Regions from separate parts of the Sus scrofa genome. Here all the other regions are linked to region 1. A link is a contact called in public Hi-C and HiChIP or PLAC-seq data. All regions are on one chromosome and are shown on one strand. The core of a region is the stretch at or near the end of the contact, and the rest is flanking DNA. Distances in the headings are between cores, read along the strand shown. Region 1 holds the start of CUTA (protein CutA). Region 2 holds the start of RPS18 (ribosomal protein S18). Region 3 holds the start of BAK1 (bcl-2 homologous antagonist/killer).

Region 1 (4,631 bases), core at 1,674-4,173:
CAGAGTTACCAGGGCAGCAGCGGCTACAACTTCCGCCCCACGGATGCCCGCTGCCTGCCCAGGTCAGTGCTCCTCCCTCCAGCCACGCCTGCTCCCGCTCCCTTGGAACCTCTCTTCCAATCTGTCTCCATCTTCGGGACTTCCTCACCCAGAATTCTTTTCTCTCTCCCCTTTGGCTGCCCACTTCTTGTCCCAGAGAGACTTCTAGAACCAGGGTCTGCTCCCCAGTGTTCTGGGGGTGGGGGTTCCAGGAGGGTCGTGTTTGAGCTCTGCCCTTCTCAGGGGAGAGGGTCCTGCTCCCGCTTCAGTCCTGACTTTCCCCTCCCCGACCCCAGCAGTCCCATCCGGATGTTCGCTTCCTTCCACCCCTCTGCCAGCACCGCAGGGACCTCTGGGGACGGTGAACCCCCAGACAGGTGAGATTCCGCCCCTTAACCTGTGATAACCTGTCTTCACCTCTGTGTCCTGAAGTTCCTCAGTCTTAACTATGGTCTTGTTCCACTGCTCCACACACAGCCTCCGCTTCTGGTCAGATTGTCTGGACTGACAGCTGCTTTCTCTCCCCAGGTCACCCCTGGAACTTCACATTGGTTTCCCCACAGACATCCCCAAAAGCACCCCCAACTCGATGACTGCCTCATCCTCCTCAGTCCCAACCCCCTCCCCAAGTCTTCCTAGACGCTCAGCACCTCCTTCTCCCCTGGGCCGCAGTTTGTCTCCTGGGACTGGGGGAGGAGTCCGAGGCGGGGCTGGCTACCTGTCCCGAGGGGACCCCGTCCGGGTCCTGGCTCGGAGAGTGCGGCCCGATGGCTCTGTGCAGTACCTGGTTGAGTGGGGAGGTGGGGGCATCTTCTGAACAGCTTGCCTCTGCCTGCTTCCCCATTCACACACGCCGGCACTTTCATACCCTGACCTCTGACCTCACCTACAGCTGGGATGTACCTGGGGCGGTAGCGGGTACTTCTCTCTGCTGCCCAGGCTGGAATCCAGGCGGGGAGGTCGGGGAAGAGGCCCTCTCTTCTCCACCCCCTTTGTGATTCCTGACCCTCTCCCCATTCCTCTTCCCATTTCCTTTGATGTTATTTTGTTACAGCTTTTTAAATATTTTTTAAAATTATTTAACCCCTGGGACGGAGACTGAGGAGGGGAGGAGGATAAAGGATCCTGGGCTCTGTATGATTGAAATAAAGATACATGAACAAACTCAGCAGCCCAGAGTCATTCTGAAAGAAGAGTGCAAAGGAACTAGAAGCACTTCCAACCTTAACAACAAATCCACTTTTTGACAAGGAAAGAGACAAATGGCAGAGAGAACTAAGGGTTTATTAAGGCTCCAGTCATGGCCTGAAAGTCAGAGGACACTGAAGGGGAACCTGGCAAGAGCAAAGGCTCGTCATGGTAGGACTGTGCCAGAGTCAGGCACTGATTCTGTAACCTGGCGCACCCAGTGCAGGTATGGGGAGTTCCCCTGCTCCACTGGCAGTGCAATCACCTCGGCCACTTCGTAAGGGTGTACAGAGCTGCAGAAAAGATGGGGGGCAGCGATCACTCAAAAGATTTACCCAAAGGCGCTCACCCTCTCAGACTGCCCAGCAAGGCTCACCCCACAGTACACACCCTCACCTCTACCCATATCAAAGTTCTCACCGAACGAAATCTGTCAAAGCTGGAACCAAGGAACTCTGGGTTTTAATCATCTAAGGGGTGAAGAGGAACATGGTTGAATCAAGAAATTATGTTAATTTCAGGATCTCAGAGGAGAGGTAAAGGTCAAAGCAAGTGGTCAGGGAATTAAGTTTTGCTTGGGTGGGGAATATTTCTCACCATCAGCACTTCACTGTCCTCCTCAATCTTGCCTTTCCACTCATAGCTGAAAAGGTCACGGAGAAAGTGTTGTGGGAGCATAGATCTTCCCCAAAGAAAAAGACTGCCAATCCGCCCCTAGAGTTAGGTCAACCCCCCCAATCCCATGACTCACATGGATGTAATCTGAGGGATGAGGTTGACACAGGCTGCCAGGCGCTTCTCCACCACAGCCCTGAACGTGAGGAGACACCCCCATTTAGAGCCCCCACAACCCAGGTTTTTGCACTGGCTTGCAGGAAGCAGCGGGAGGGCTGCTTCTCTCCACCCCCAACTCTTCCTTCATGAGCATCCTTTCTCGCTCCACACTGAGATCCCCACCTGGCGATCTCCTTGGCGACCTTCTCGTTGGGGCAGGTGACAAAGGCTGCAGAGACCGAGCCGGGAACATAGGCGGAGCCCGAGGCCGGCGTGGGCTGGGTCGGGGGGCTTCCTGAAGCCATGGACAGCAGGGCTCGGGGTAGCAACAGAAGGCGGGAGACTATGGGCAGCAGTGCTGGCATCCAAAGAAGCGACAGGAGCAGAGTGGCCTGAGAGCAGGAGGTGAATTCGGTGTCTCCCGATAAACACCCCAGGAAACTGTCTACCGCTTGCATAGACACTCAGGCTCTGCCCTCCCCCTTCTGTACCCCAAAGAAAAAAGTCCTTGAAGCTGGGAGAGAAGGGTGAAAATTAAGGCAAAGACTCGGTGTCCACTCTCTCCTCCGGGGCCAACCTCTAGGATTTTGAGAGCGGGTAGTGGTCCAGGTTCCGAGGACCGGAAGGGGCGGGGCTGGTAACTCACCCCTCCGCCGAGCAGGATTGCGGGAGCCCGCACCCCCCTCATGCAGCCTATGCTGGTAAAGGAGGGCAGAATATCAAAGACCACATGGTACGCGGAGAAAGTACCCCAAACCCAGGAAGAGAGGCCTCTTCTTACCTGGGCGACAGCCACGTGATAAGAAAACAGCGCACACCACGTGACAAGCCGAGCCACCCTAACATCCAGAGCCAGCCAATCCTTGCCCTCACGTGGGCCGGCTTGCCCCGCCTCCAGCTATGGGCGGAGCTAAGGGGGATCCAGCCAATCAACAGCCGGATCTGCAGCCGTGCACGGAAATGGCCCTCCCGTTTCCGTGTAAGCCGGAAACGGCCAATGGCAGGCGGAGGCGAGCCGCGGCAGCTTTCCACTGTCACGTGAGGGGGCCGGTCCCCTCAGGCGGCGGTACCTCGAGAAGCTATGCGAAGAGGCCAATCGCGGAGCACCCTCGTGAGCACGTGACGAGAGAACTGGCTCTAGGAAAGGAGGGCTAGAGATCCCGCAGAGTCGATGCGTCAGGTTGTGGCGCGGGGAGTCATCCTTAAGCCCTAGAATGCTCCTAGTAACAGCCCCTGCACGGAGGCCTTAAGGAGCCCAAGGGCCGTGGGAGGCTGGACCTCGGGGCTAGAGGGAGCGCCCCCTGCTGTTGTGGTCAGGACTGACATGCCAGAATTGAGGGGGCCCAAGTAGGAGCTCAGAAGCACTCTGTTCTAGGGTAGGGGGCGTGATTAGGCAGCTAGTCCATGGCTAGGTCAGGAAGAATGCACTTCGAAAAGACATAGGGAGTCCCTGAAAATGGATAGAGGGTGATTAAAAAGGGACCCAGGGCGCCTCAGCTTTCTGAACTGAAACCTGAAGCTGAAGACAGACTGGCAAATCGGGAGAGGAGGGCTGCAGGTTGGGCATCTGGAGAGAACACCAGAAAATAGTGTTGGTCTTTTCGTCCCTTATCCCCTTCCTGTTTCGCTCTCCCGGACTTGTCTACTTCTCAGTCTTGGGTCTCCTTCCCTTAACCCATCCCCCTAGGAGCCAGGACCTGCCCTACATAACCTCCCTGGGGCCCAAGCGTATCCTGTGACCCAAAAATTGAGAGAGGGGCCAAGGAGAGGCGAAAGAAGAGGGAGGCGGCAAGGAGAAAGAGGCTCTTTCTACTTCCCCTACCCAGCATTTCCCCCTCCCTCCTAGGTCTGGGGTCTCTGCTCCGCTGGGCGGGTGTGACTGGGCATTCCCCAGGCAGAGTTTTTGCACACGTAGTTCTTAGGGGTTGGGATCTCCCTGAGACCTCTGTCTTGGGCTTTGGAGTCTGCTGCTGAGATAGATCTCTGTGGGGTCTTGCAGTATTTGCATTGGGATCTTTCTTAGGACTGAGTTCCCTTGTTTTTTGTTTGGGGTTTTTCTGGGTCCATGTTCACCCTCTCTCTGAGGTCTTTGAAATTCTTTATGAGTTTGTGGTCTCTGAGTTCTCTATCTCTGGGCTAGATGGGAGTCTCTTCTTCCACCTCCCCACTTCCCCTGGTCCTCAGGTCTGGAATTTCTGTGTCTCTAAGCTATCAGTCTCTGAGTCTGCAGTTTCTTTTTCTTGAGATCTAGGGCTGGGGTCGCTGATAAGTTCTCTGTGGGTCTGAGCTCTTCAAGACCGGATTCCCAATCTGGGTTTCACCTTTTTCTTTGAGTCCAGGTCTTAAGTCTTGGTCCCTGAAATCACTGAAATCTGAGTCTGGAGTCTTAAGATTTCTGCGGCTCTGGAGAGCCGTTTGAAAACTGGATGCTCAGATTCTTGACCTTTGACCCATCTCTCGGGGGTAGTCTGGGGTATTTTTTTTTTTTTTTCCTGAGCTTGGGGTCTCTTTTCCTCTAGACTTTGGGTTTGTGTCTTAGGTTATCCCCGCCCCCTCCCCTTCAGTGGCAAGGTATCTTTCTCTGTGGGTCTGGGGTCTCCCAATCTCAGGGTCTGGGGTCTGCATCTTTG
Region 2 (4,198 bases), core at 1,674-4,173, 83 kb before region 1:
TGGAGCTGAGGTCACTCTGAAAAGCTCCCAACATTTGCTCCATGCGCTGGGGGGAAGGCAGAAGTGTTGCTGAATTGCCATTGGGTTGGGACGGGATGAGGGAATCACCCAAGTCCATGAGGGTAGTGGGTGCTGAGGGAAGAGGTACCCCAAAAGTCCCTGGCAAATAGCATTCATCACGGCAGCAGCAACAAATAAAAAAGGCTGCTGAGATCATCCTGATGGCAACTCAAATGGTCCCCACCTGAGGCTAATGACCTAGAGAATGGTACCAGAGACCATGACCTGGGTTCAGGGTTATCAGGGGTCCCAGGTCAGGGTTATTAACCTCAAGGACAGCATCGCAGGCTGTGATCTGATTGTGCAGAGATGCTATGTTCTCACTTTCTTGGATATCTGACCACAAAAGTCAAGGCCTTACTGTGCAGATAGAGCTCCTTGGACCAGCAGGACCTCTCCTTCTCTCTTAGCTGATGGAGGGCAGCTGTGGCGGGGCTGTCAGCACCATGCCCCACAAAATACTCCTTTTTTTTTTCTTCTTTTTTAGGGCCGCACCCACAGCATATGGAAGTTCCCAGGCTAGGGGTAGAGTCGGAGCTACAGCTGCCGGCCACAGCCACAGAAACACCAGATCCAAATTGCATTTTCGACCTAGGCCACAGCTCACAGCAACACTGGATCCTTTTTTTTTTTTTTTTTTTTTTTGGTCTTTTTGCTACTTCTTTGGGCCGCTTCCGCAGCATATGGAGGTTCCCAGGTTAGGGGTCTAATCGGAGCTGTAGCCGCTGGCCTACGCCAGAGCCACAGCAATGCGGGATCCAAGCCGCATCTGCAACCTACACCACAGCCCATGGCAACGCTGGATCGTTAACCCACTGAGCAAGGGCAGGGACCAAACCCGCAACCTCATGGTTCCTAGTCAGATTCGTTAACCACTGCGCCACAACGGGAACTCCAACACTGGATCCTTAACCCACTAAACGAGGCCAGGGAGTGAACCCGAATCTTCAAGGACACTATGTTAGGTCCTTAACCCACTGAGCCACAATGGGAACTCCCAAACGCCCGTTTTAGTAACACCACCCTTCCCTCTGCCAGAGGATACAATCACGAATGGATTTCTGCTCAATCTGCTGTAGCTCCAGTTCAACCTGCTTTGAATAGTGACGGAGATCCACACCCTGGAAGAGCATAAACACGATGGGTTGGGGGGGGCAGTCAGAGAAGGGACACTGCAACAAAGTCAACAAAGGATTTGGGGAGAAGACATTAAGATATTACACGAAGAGACTGTTTTCTTCTTTGAGGGGAGGGTGAGTGGAGGGGCAGATTAGGAGAGCAGAAAACCTCACCGTTTTAAGAGCTTCCTTTACTAACTCATCCTCCAGATTTGCCTGAATGTGAACTGGAAAGAGAAGTTTATCATAAGGGTCCAAAGGGCTCCACAGCGCCCGCTACCCACATCCGAACATCTGCACACCAATTCCTGCCTTATTACCTCCAGCCCCCATGCCTCTTAAGATGACAGGCACTGCGGCCACCTCGTGCCATCACTTACCATCAACTTCATCCAGGATGAATTCATCAGAGGTGAGGTCCAACTCTCCAAGTTGCAGTGGCTCCTGGAGACCTGGACCACCCCCCTGGAGAGGGGCAGGTTAATGGGAAAGGGAGGGGGAGAACAAAATATAATGGGGAGAGAGGACTTTCACTGGGAAACCAGAGAGAAATGCTGAGTCCAAAAAATTCCAAAATCTCATATTGTCCCAATCTACTCATTGGGGCTGATGGGTAGGGAATATGACAAGGAGCCAGCAAACCCACAGAGGTGACCAAATGAGGAAAATTAGGAGATGCAGGGACAGAGCAGAACTTGCAGTTGAACTTAGGGTCTCCAGACTCCTTCTATCTTAGATGTTCTGTTACAATCCCCGTGGGGAGCTCCAGCCTTTCTAGAAATGTCAGTTAACACAGTGTTCACCATCGTGCCAGGTGTCATCCTACATTCACCTAATCCTAACCGACAACCTCTACAGTAAGTCTTATTTTTTCACTTTATAAGTGTTAAGAGTGATGACACAGAGAGGCTAGTTAACTTGCCCAAACACACACAGCATAAGTGGCTGAGCTGGAATTAGAACCGAGGCAGTCTGGCCATGTTCCTAGCATTTACTCTACACCGCTTCTCTATCCTGCGCAAATATCTGGAGTTTAACTGAAACTGTGGCCCCAGAACCTAAGTATCAGCCATTCTAGTCCCCACTTTGGTCCAGGTCCGATCCGGGGAGGGGTATGGAGAGCCAGACCAGGCAGCATCACCGGTAGCAGCCGAGCTCCCAACCTTGCGCGAAACCCAGCCCAGACCTTTCTGACGTGAGAAGACCGGACGAGACTCTGGAGGAGAAACAGCCCTGCGTCCTCACCAGTGGGCCCTCCTCCTCCTCCATATCTGAGGCCCCGGACCGCAACACCAGCTCCCGGGCGGCTGCCGCCATGGTAGCAGCGGCAGCCATTCCGCGCAGCCCCACTTCCGGCAGCTGTCGGGCAGGTCCGTTCCCCTGAGTGGAACTGCAAGTTCTGGGGCGTGATGCACGAAACCGTTCCCAGATATTTGAGTTAAACAGACTGCCTCTAGCTCTCCCCTTTTCTCTAAGCTCTTCGCCCAAGTCCAAATGGAAACTGAAAGTCTTAAAAAGAGAATCTCAACCCGGAACTCTCGTGGCTCTCACGCGCAAAAACTTTACGATCTGTAAAGAGAGACGGCACCGGAAGTTGTGGCGCGCAGTTCTGACTCAGAGGCCTAGCCGGCTCAGGTACAAGGAGTTTCCGGAAGCGCTTCGCCAAGGTCGCTCCGCCTCTTCCGCCTGGAAGCTATATAAGAATGTCACGTCACTTCCGCTCTCTCTTCCACTGGAGGCCTACACGCCGCCGCCCGCGCTGCAGCCATGGTAAGAGTTGGGTTCGTTCGGGTATCTGGCGACATCGGAGCCGGGACAGGGAAGGCTTGCTGTCAGAGCGCCGAAAATGTCCTGGCCTGGGGGCTCGCAGCGTTTTGTGTGGAGCCTTGGGCCTCATTCCTGGAGAAGGACGACAAAGCACCCAGTTCTAGGCAGCGGGGCCCGAGGATGAGCGCTCCCCGGGCTCTGGGAAGGCTTGGGAGCGCGTGGGCCCTCCGTCCCGCCGCTTGGGAGCGGGCAGGAGGCGTTCTCCTCCGGAGATGGCGTTCTCCGATCCTGGACGCTTCCTGTTGTGCTGTCGGCAGGACCAGGGAGTCGTGTTGTGTCGTGAAGACCTGACGGGGGCTCTTTGCACCTTGCGTGACAAGCTTCACGCTCGTGTTTGGGGTTAACGGTTTGGCGGGAATTAGCGAAGTCTGACATCTCCCCCCATCTCTATCAGTCTCTAGTAATCCCTGAGAAGTTCCAGCACATTTTGCGAGTACTCAACACCAACATCGATGGGCGGCGGAAAATTGCCTTTGCTATCACTGCGATTAAGGTAAAGGAGCTGGGGGTGTGAAGGAAACTTGGGTAAACACCTGAGGTGTAAGCGAAAGTCTCAACCGTGTCACCTGGGCTGCTGGGTAAAAACAATGGTCAGGGTCCATCTAAGCCCTTGCCACATTTGCCGCAAAAGGTAAGTGGTAAAAGCCAAAGAACCGTCTTAGGTGAAGCAAAGTTGTTTTCACCTAGGGGTTGGGGAAAGGCTTTGGTTGTCTGCCAGCATTTGTTCACTAAACCGGCCTGGACCATCAGCAGTCAACTTATAAGGTCCCTGCTATATAGGTTTTTGCTCCTCCTAGTGCATCATAAGAGCAATTCTTGTGAAATGTGTATGTCCTGGAAATGGGATAATGGTACACTCTGAAGGGAGAGTAGAAAGGCCAAGAGATTCCAAGCATGAAGAAACCAGGAAATGGGGGGGGGGTCACTATTTCATAACAAGGTCAGTGAGCACAGGCTTAACTAACATAAAAAAATGACCTTACCAGTATGTTTATGTTATGTGGTGCCAGGGCTAAGCCTTTCTTGCTCACAATCCCCAAAGGACACCACAGTAAGTATTTTATAGATAGGTTGTTAATTTAAAATGGTGAATCACAAGCTTTGCTTTATAAGAGCCATCATGTTTACTTTGAATTCTTTTCATTCTGTAATTCAGGGTGCACAACTTTCGGTCTTAAGTGGTGCATGAGGAG
Region 3 (4,796 bases), core at 1,745-4,244, 94 kb after region 1:
CCTCTAGAGCTCACGCTGGCCTTTTACTCCTCACAGCCTTGTGCGGTGGGCGATCCCCAGTTTACAGATAGGGAACCCCAAGTGTTTAGGTAACTGGACGAGGTCACACAGCTGGAGCCAGCAGTGCAGCCAGGATGTTACCCCAGCCAACAGGGTCCCTCACTCACGGCTTAGGGAACATGGAGAACAAATGTGAGACTCTAGCCCAGAAATGTCTCATTGGGCAGCAGTGGCAGGGCTGGGACTGAGCCCAGAGTCCAGAGGATGGCCTGTGGTGGGTGGCCCTTGGGCAGAGGGAGGAGGGGCGGCCACCTGATCTCCTCCCGGAGTGGGACAGTCCCTATCCCTGTGAGGGCTGACTTGGTGAGGAGTTCAGCTTAATTTCTCCCACTGCCCCCTCTACCCACTGCCCTGGTGGCACTGGGCCCTCCTGCTCACTCCCTGGCCCTTTCCAGCTGCCATTGCCCCCACCCCACCCCGCCCCTGGGCTTAACCTGGTGTGCACTTGGCTTCTGAGCCCACGGGCAACTGCGCTGGGTGGGAGATGCTTTGCAGCGTATCCCAGGTGAGTATTCAGGGGCAGGCGAGCCTGCTTTAAGTCCTGCCTGGCCTCTCCATCCTCACACATGGCCCTGGCGGTTATGGGATGGGTGAGAGGCAGCAAGATCCTTACCTGATGTGGACGAGGGGTCGGGCTCTCCACAGCCCTGCCTGGGGGGGCCTGGGCCTTGGCCGGACGCCATCTCTCAGGTCCTGGGGAGGGGTGAGAGAGCAGAGATGGGGTCAGAGCTGCCCAGAGGGAGGGCCCACTTCCGGAAGGCCCCCCTGCCCTAAGCACTTGCTGAGTATTTTCCTGGCAGTTCTTCAAGGGAGGCGGGGTTGGGAAAGGCCAGCGGCCAAGATTCCCACCCCGGGGTCAGCCCCGGGAGGGGTGGGTCTCTGGTCGTGTTTCACCCCACTCCTGGGCCCGTGAGGTGAATTTCAGAGGCTGAGGTTCCTTCTGCTGCTCCCTCCCCAGCACACGCCTACGGCAGACTTGCCACCTTCCAGCCAGTGACCCATGAAGGCCAGCCCTGCAGGTCCCACTTCCCCTTGGCCAGTCAGAACACACCTGTTTTCCATGTCAGGCCTGTGAGCCGCAAACCCTCCTGAGTGCCTGTGGTAAACTTCCAGCACGTACAGAGGAGTCCTCCCCAGGGTGCCGGACACAGAGCAAATTGACCTAGCCACAGGGTAAGCACGGTCATACCCACTTTCCAGGTGGGAAGAATGAGGCACAGAGAAGTCAGTGCCAAGGCCACGTGCTAGTCCAGGAGTCCGGTTGGTTGTCTGAGCTTCCAGGAGCCCATCCTCCACTCAACACTCGTTTCGGAACCCCCTGAGCAAGGCCAGGGATCGAACCCGTGTCCTGACGGATAGTAGTCGGGTTCATTAACCGCTAAACCATGACGGGAACTCCTCGGATTTATTTCCCAGTTTATGGACCTCAGAGAGTGTCCTTTCCAAGGCAGCTTCCCCGTTTGCCTGTGCTCTTCCCACTCCCTTCTCACGGGGAGTTGAGAAAACTACATGCACCCCTTGCCCTTGGGTCTCCAGCCCCTACTCTCCTTTTTCACCCAGTTCTGGCTGCTGCCTGGGCTGCTCTGTAAACCCTCTGCAGAGGGAGTATTTCCTGGACATGAGCTGTTTCACTTTCAGTTTGCACCCCTTCACTTCCCTCCACCCCAAAGCTGCCTCCATCACCCAGGCAGAGGTCCCTCCTCCCGCCCCAGGGAGGCCCCTCCCTACCCTGGGCCAGCTCCCTGGGAGGACCAGTCAGTGCACCCTCCCCGCCCACCCCTCCCTCTCAGGCCTGGGGCTACTTTCGAAAGCAGCAGAAAGAAGGGTGGGGACGGTCCGGACCACCTGTGCCTCCCCTCCTCCACCCAGTGCCACCTGGGGAAGACCGACCTTGGCCTGGCATGCACCCATCCCAGCAGCCTCCTCCTGAACAAGGTGCCCTTCTGGCTCCCTTGGTGCCCCCAGGACTGCAGGGCTGGAGGATGCTGACAGCACCCCTGCCACCCTCGGGCTCAGAGCTGGGGAGAAGTTGGCGCCTCAGAGCAGCCCCAAGGCCCCAGGCCTTGCTGATCTGGGTCTACCCCTGCCCCCTCCAAGCACCTGACTTCCTGGTACTCTGAGTTCCCCACTTGTGGGGTCTGCCCAGGGGAGGAGGGTGGCCAGGATGCTTCCCCAGGGGAGGTGCCTGACTCTAGACCGCTCTTAGGTCTCCTGGGGCAGCAGGGAGGCTGTAAGTTCTCCCCGTGCCCTTGACCTTGGCTCTGACCTCCCCCCCCATCCCCCAGACTGCTAAAGAGCCTGGTTCTTTGACACCCGATTCTCGGGCCCCTAGGGCCAGGGTGAGAGGGGAAGCTGCCTGAGGGGTGGCCAGAGGGAGCCCCGGGTGGATCAGGCCCCGAACAGGGCTCGGTGGAGTCCCGGGGGTTGGGGGGAGCCTGAGGCCTTCCCCCCCCAGCCCCCTGCCTCCCTCACCTACCCCCGGCCCGGAGCTCCCAGGCGTGGGGAGCACAGGCGGGACCCTCCCGGCTTACCTGCCCAGACCCTGGCCCAGGCCTGGGTTGGCTCAGCAGGGCGGAGGCCGGTGATCCCAGTGGCCAGTGGCCACTCCCAGGGTAAGGTACCCAGGCTCGGCCTCCAGAGACGGGCGCCAGTGAGTTCCTGGTGTCAGGATGCAGCCTGGGCTGGTCCCAGCGCGGCCTTCGGGACCCGCGAGGCTTTGGCGATCATAGAGGTGCCGGCGGCTCCCGCTCCAATCAGCTCCCTCTAGAGGAAGTTGCTCTGCGGCCGCCGGATGCAGCCGCTGAAGCCTGCAGCACGGGGCTGGGGCTGGGCTCAGGGCGGAGAGCGCGGCTCCCACCCCTGCCGAGTGTCCCCACCCACGGCTTTTCCCACCCGGGTTCCCTGTCCTCCTCCTTGATCTTGCCCCACTTCTGTCCGTCGGTATCAGCAAGAAAGCCAGGCTGGTGAGGTTTGTGAAGCCCTGCTGTGTGCTGGGCACTTTATTTTTTTATTTTTTTTTATTTTTTTTTCGTCTTTTTGCTATTTCTTGGGCCGCTCCCACGGCATATGGAGGTTCCCAGGCTAGGGGTCCAATCGGAGCTGTAGCCACTGGCCTAGGACAGAGCCACAGCAACACGGGATCCAAGCCGCGTCTGCAACCTACACCACAGGTCACGGCAATGCCGGATCCTTAACCTACTGAGCAAGGGCAGGGATCAAACCCACAACCTCATGGTTCCTAGTCGGATTCGTTAACCACTGCGCCACGACGGGAACTCCAGTGCTGGGCACTTTAAACCATCCTCACTGAACAGTCTCAACCACCCTTGGAAGTAGGTGCGGTGACCACATCCATTTTACAGATGAACGAACTGGGACTCGGCTGCTTTAAGGAACCTCCGCCAAGGTCACTGAGCGGGGTTTATAATCAGACATGTAAGTGCCATGGGCATAATAAGATGAAATTGAGATTCCACGGAGTTCCCATTGTGGCTCAGCAGGTTAAGAACCCGACTAGTATCCATGAGTATGTGGGTTTGATCCCTGGCCTTGCTCAGTGGGCTAAGGATCCTGCATTGCTGGGGCTGTGGCATAGGCCAGCAGCTGCAGCTCCGATTCAACCCCTAGCCTGGGAACCTCCATGTGCCACAGGTACGGCCCTAAAAAAAAAAAAAAAAAAAAAAAAAAGATTGAAGTTCCACGTACAGTTGAGGCCTGTGTACCAAGCTCCTCGATGGCTGCAGAGGTAGAAACCCTGCAGGTGATAGGCAGGTAGACGTGGACATGCAGAGGGCCGATGAGACTGGTTGTGAAGGGAGGGGTGGGAGGACACACACTCCCACCCTCCTGGACCAGCAGCCACAGCCAGAGGAGGACAGGCTGTGGGGAGAGCTGTGTGCCCCATTCTCAGAGTTGGGGTCCCCACCTCTGCGTCTCCTGGAGCCTCGCCAACCCCCACCCTCGGGGTGCTGCATTGACACCCCCACCCCCACCCCCGGGCACACTCTGCCCCCACCCCCAACCCGCCTTCGCCTTCTAGAACTCTGGGAAGTTTCCAACCCCCTCTGTTCTTAAGCAGTTGGTCCCAGTAGCTGCTGCGGCCCTTCCCTCTTGAGTCAGGTCCCCTTCAGGATGGAGGCCCCAGCCCCAACCCCTCGGGCCCATAATCTGGGCCGCTCGTCCATGTTCCGCCTTTTCCGTAGCCTGGTGGGGGGCAAGGGCAGCCCAGAGAGCTCAGACCAGGCCCTGGTGGGGGGTCAGCCGTGCCCCTTGCAAGAGCAGGACGCCACCCCCCTGATGACTGGCTGTCACGGAGCAGCGGGGCAGAAGGAATCCTGGCCACCTGCCTCGCTGCCCTGTACCCTCGCTGTGGCCCTGCCACGAACTAGTCCCTCGGGGCTGGAGCTAGGGGATGCGGGGGCCCAGACCCCCACCCCTGTGCAGGTCCTGAGGGTGGTGGCCCGGGGTGTAGAAGTAAGGTCAGATCCACGCAGAGGAGGCCAGGAGGCGCTGGGCAGCCTGTCTGAGATGGACGAAAGGGAAGAGGAGGAGGTGGCAGGCGCGGCCTTGGGGGACACGGGGACCTCAGACAGGTGAGAGGTGGGCTCTGGGCAGCAGGGACCTGGGAGCCTCCTGGAAGGCAGAAGGGAGGGTGTGGGCCTGAGCTGGGAGGGTCCGAATGGGAGAAGGACTGGAGAGGTGGGGGTGGGGAAGCAGACTGGGTCCTCCACCAGTGA

The links. Hi-C and Micro-C count contacts between places; a contact is called where the count stands out from the background. HiChIP or PLAC-seq counts read pairs in DNA pulled down with a chosen protein or histone mark.
Region 2: a Hi-C map of liver shows a contact between it and region 1, with 3 times the contacts expected there. The contact joins the promoter of RPS18 here to the promoter of CUTA in region 1. A contact is called at or near these places in 6 of 47 Hi-C or Micro-C datasets (embryonic fibroblasts, fetal liver, heart right ventricle and 2 more) and 2 of 2 datasets of contacts at active chromatin or transcription factors (alveolar macrophages and skeletal muscle).
Region 3: an H3K27ac HiChIP or PLAC-seq map of alveolar macrophages shows a contact between it and region 1. The contact joins the promoter of BAK1 here to the promoter of CUTA in region 1. A contact is called at or near these places in 1 of 5 promoter capture datasets (fetal liver), 7 of 47 Hi-C or Micro-C datasets (blood, embryonic fibroblasts, fetal heart ventricle and 2 more) and 2 of 2 datasets of contacts at active chromatin or transcription factors (alveolar macrophages and skeletal muscle).

What each region holds. Positions count from the first base shown.
Region 1 is chr7:29,718,790-29,723,420 of Sscrofa11.1, forward strand. It overlaps CUTA (protein CutA), which reads right to left and starts at 2,924. Exons shown (of 6, transcript XM_003356609.3): 1 at 2,783-2,924; 2 at 2,185-2,393; 3 at 1,979-2,038; 4 at 1,825-1,870; 5 at 1,648-1,697; 6 at 1,305-1,520. The coding sequence starts at 2,366. The coding sequence ends at 1,394. It overlaps PHF1 (PHD finger protein 1), which reads left to right. Exons shown (of 15, transcript XM_001927881.6): 13 at 1-62; 14 at 336-416; 15 at 568-1,207. The coding sequence ends at 856.
Region 2 is chr7:29,635,933-29,640,130 of Sscrofa11.1, forward strand. RPS18 (ribosomal protein S18) reads left to right here and starts at 2,924. Exons shown (of 6, transcript NM_213940.1): 1 at 2,924-2,948; 2 at 3,400-3,498. The coding sequence starts at 2,946. VPS52 (vacuolar protein sorting-associated protein 52 homolog) reads right to left here and starts at 3,236. Exons shown (of 20, transcript XM_001925393.5): 1 at 2,424-3,236; 2 at 1,559-1,643; 3 at 1,353-1,405; 4 at 1,106-1,181; 5 at 329-396; 6 at 1-46. The coding sequence starts at 2,513.
Region 3 is chr7:29,812,351-29,817,146 of Sscrofa11.1, forward strand. It overlaps BAK1 (bcl-2 homologous antagonist/killer), which reads right to left and starts at 2,995. Exons shown (of 7, transcript XM_021098603.1): 1 at 2,592-2,995; 2 at 674-753. The coding sequence starts at 743. LOC100156231 (gametogenetin-binding protein 1-like) reads left to right here and starts at 3,700. Exons shown (of 7, transcript XM_005665887.3): 1 at 3,700-4,652. The coding sequence starts at 4,192. It overlaps LOC102162214 (a long non-coding RNA gene), which reads left to right. Exons shown (of 4, transcript XR_002345648.1): 4 at 1,128-3,126.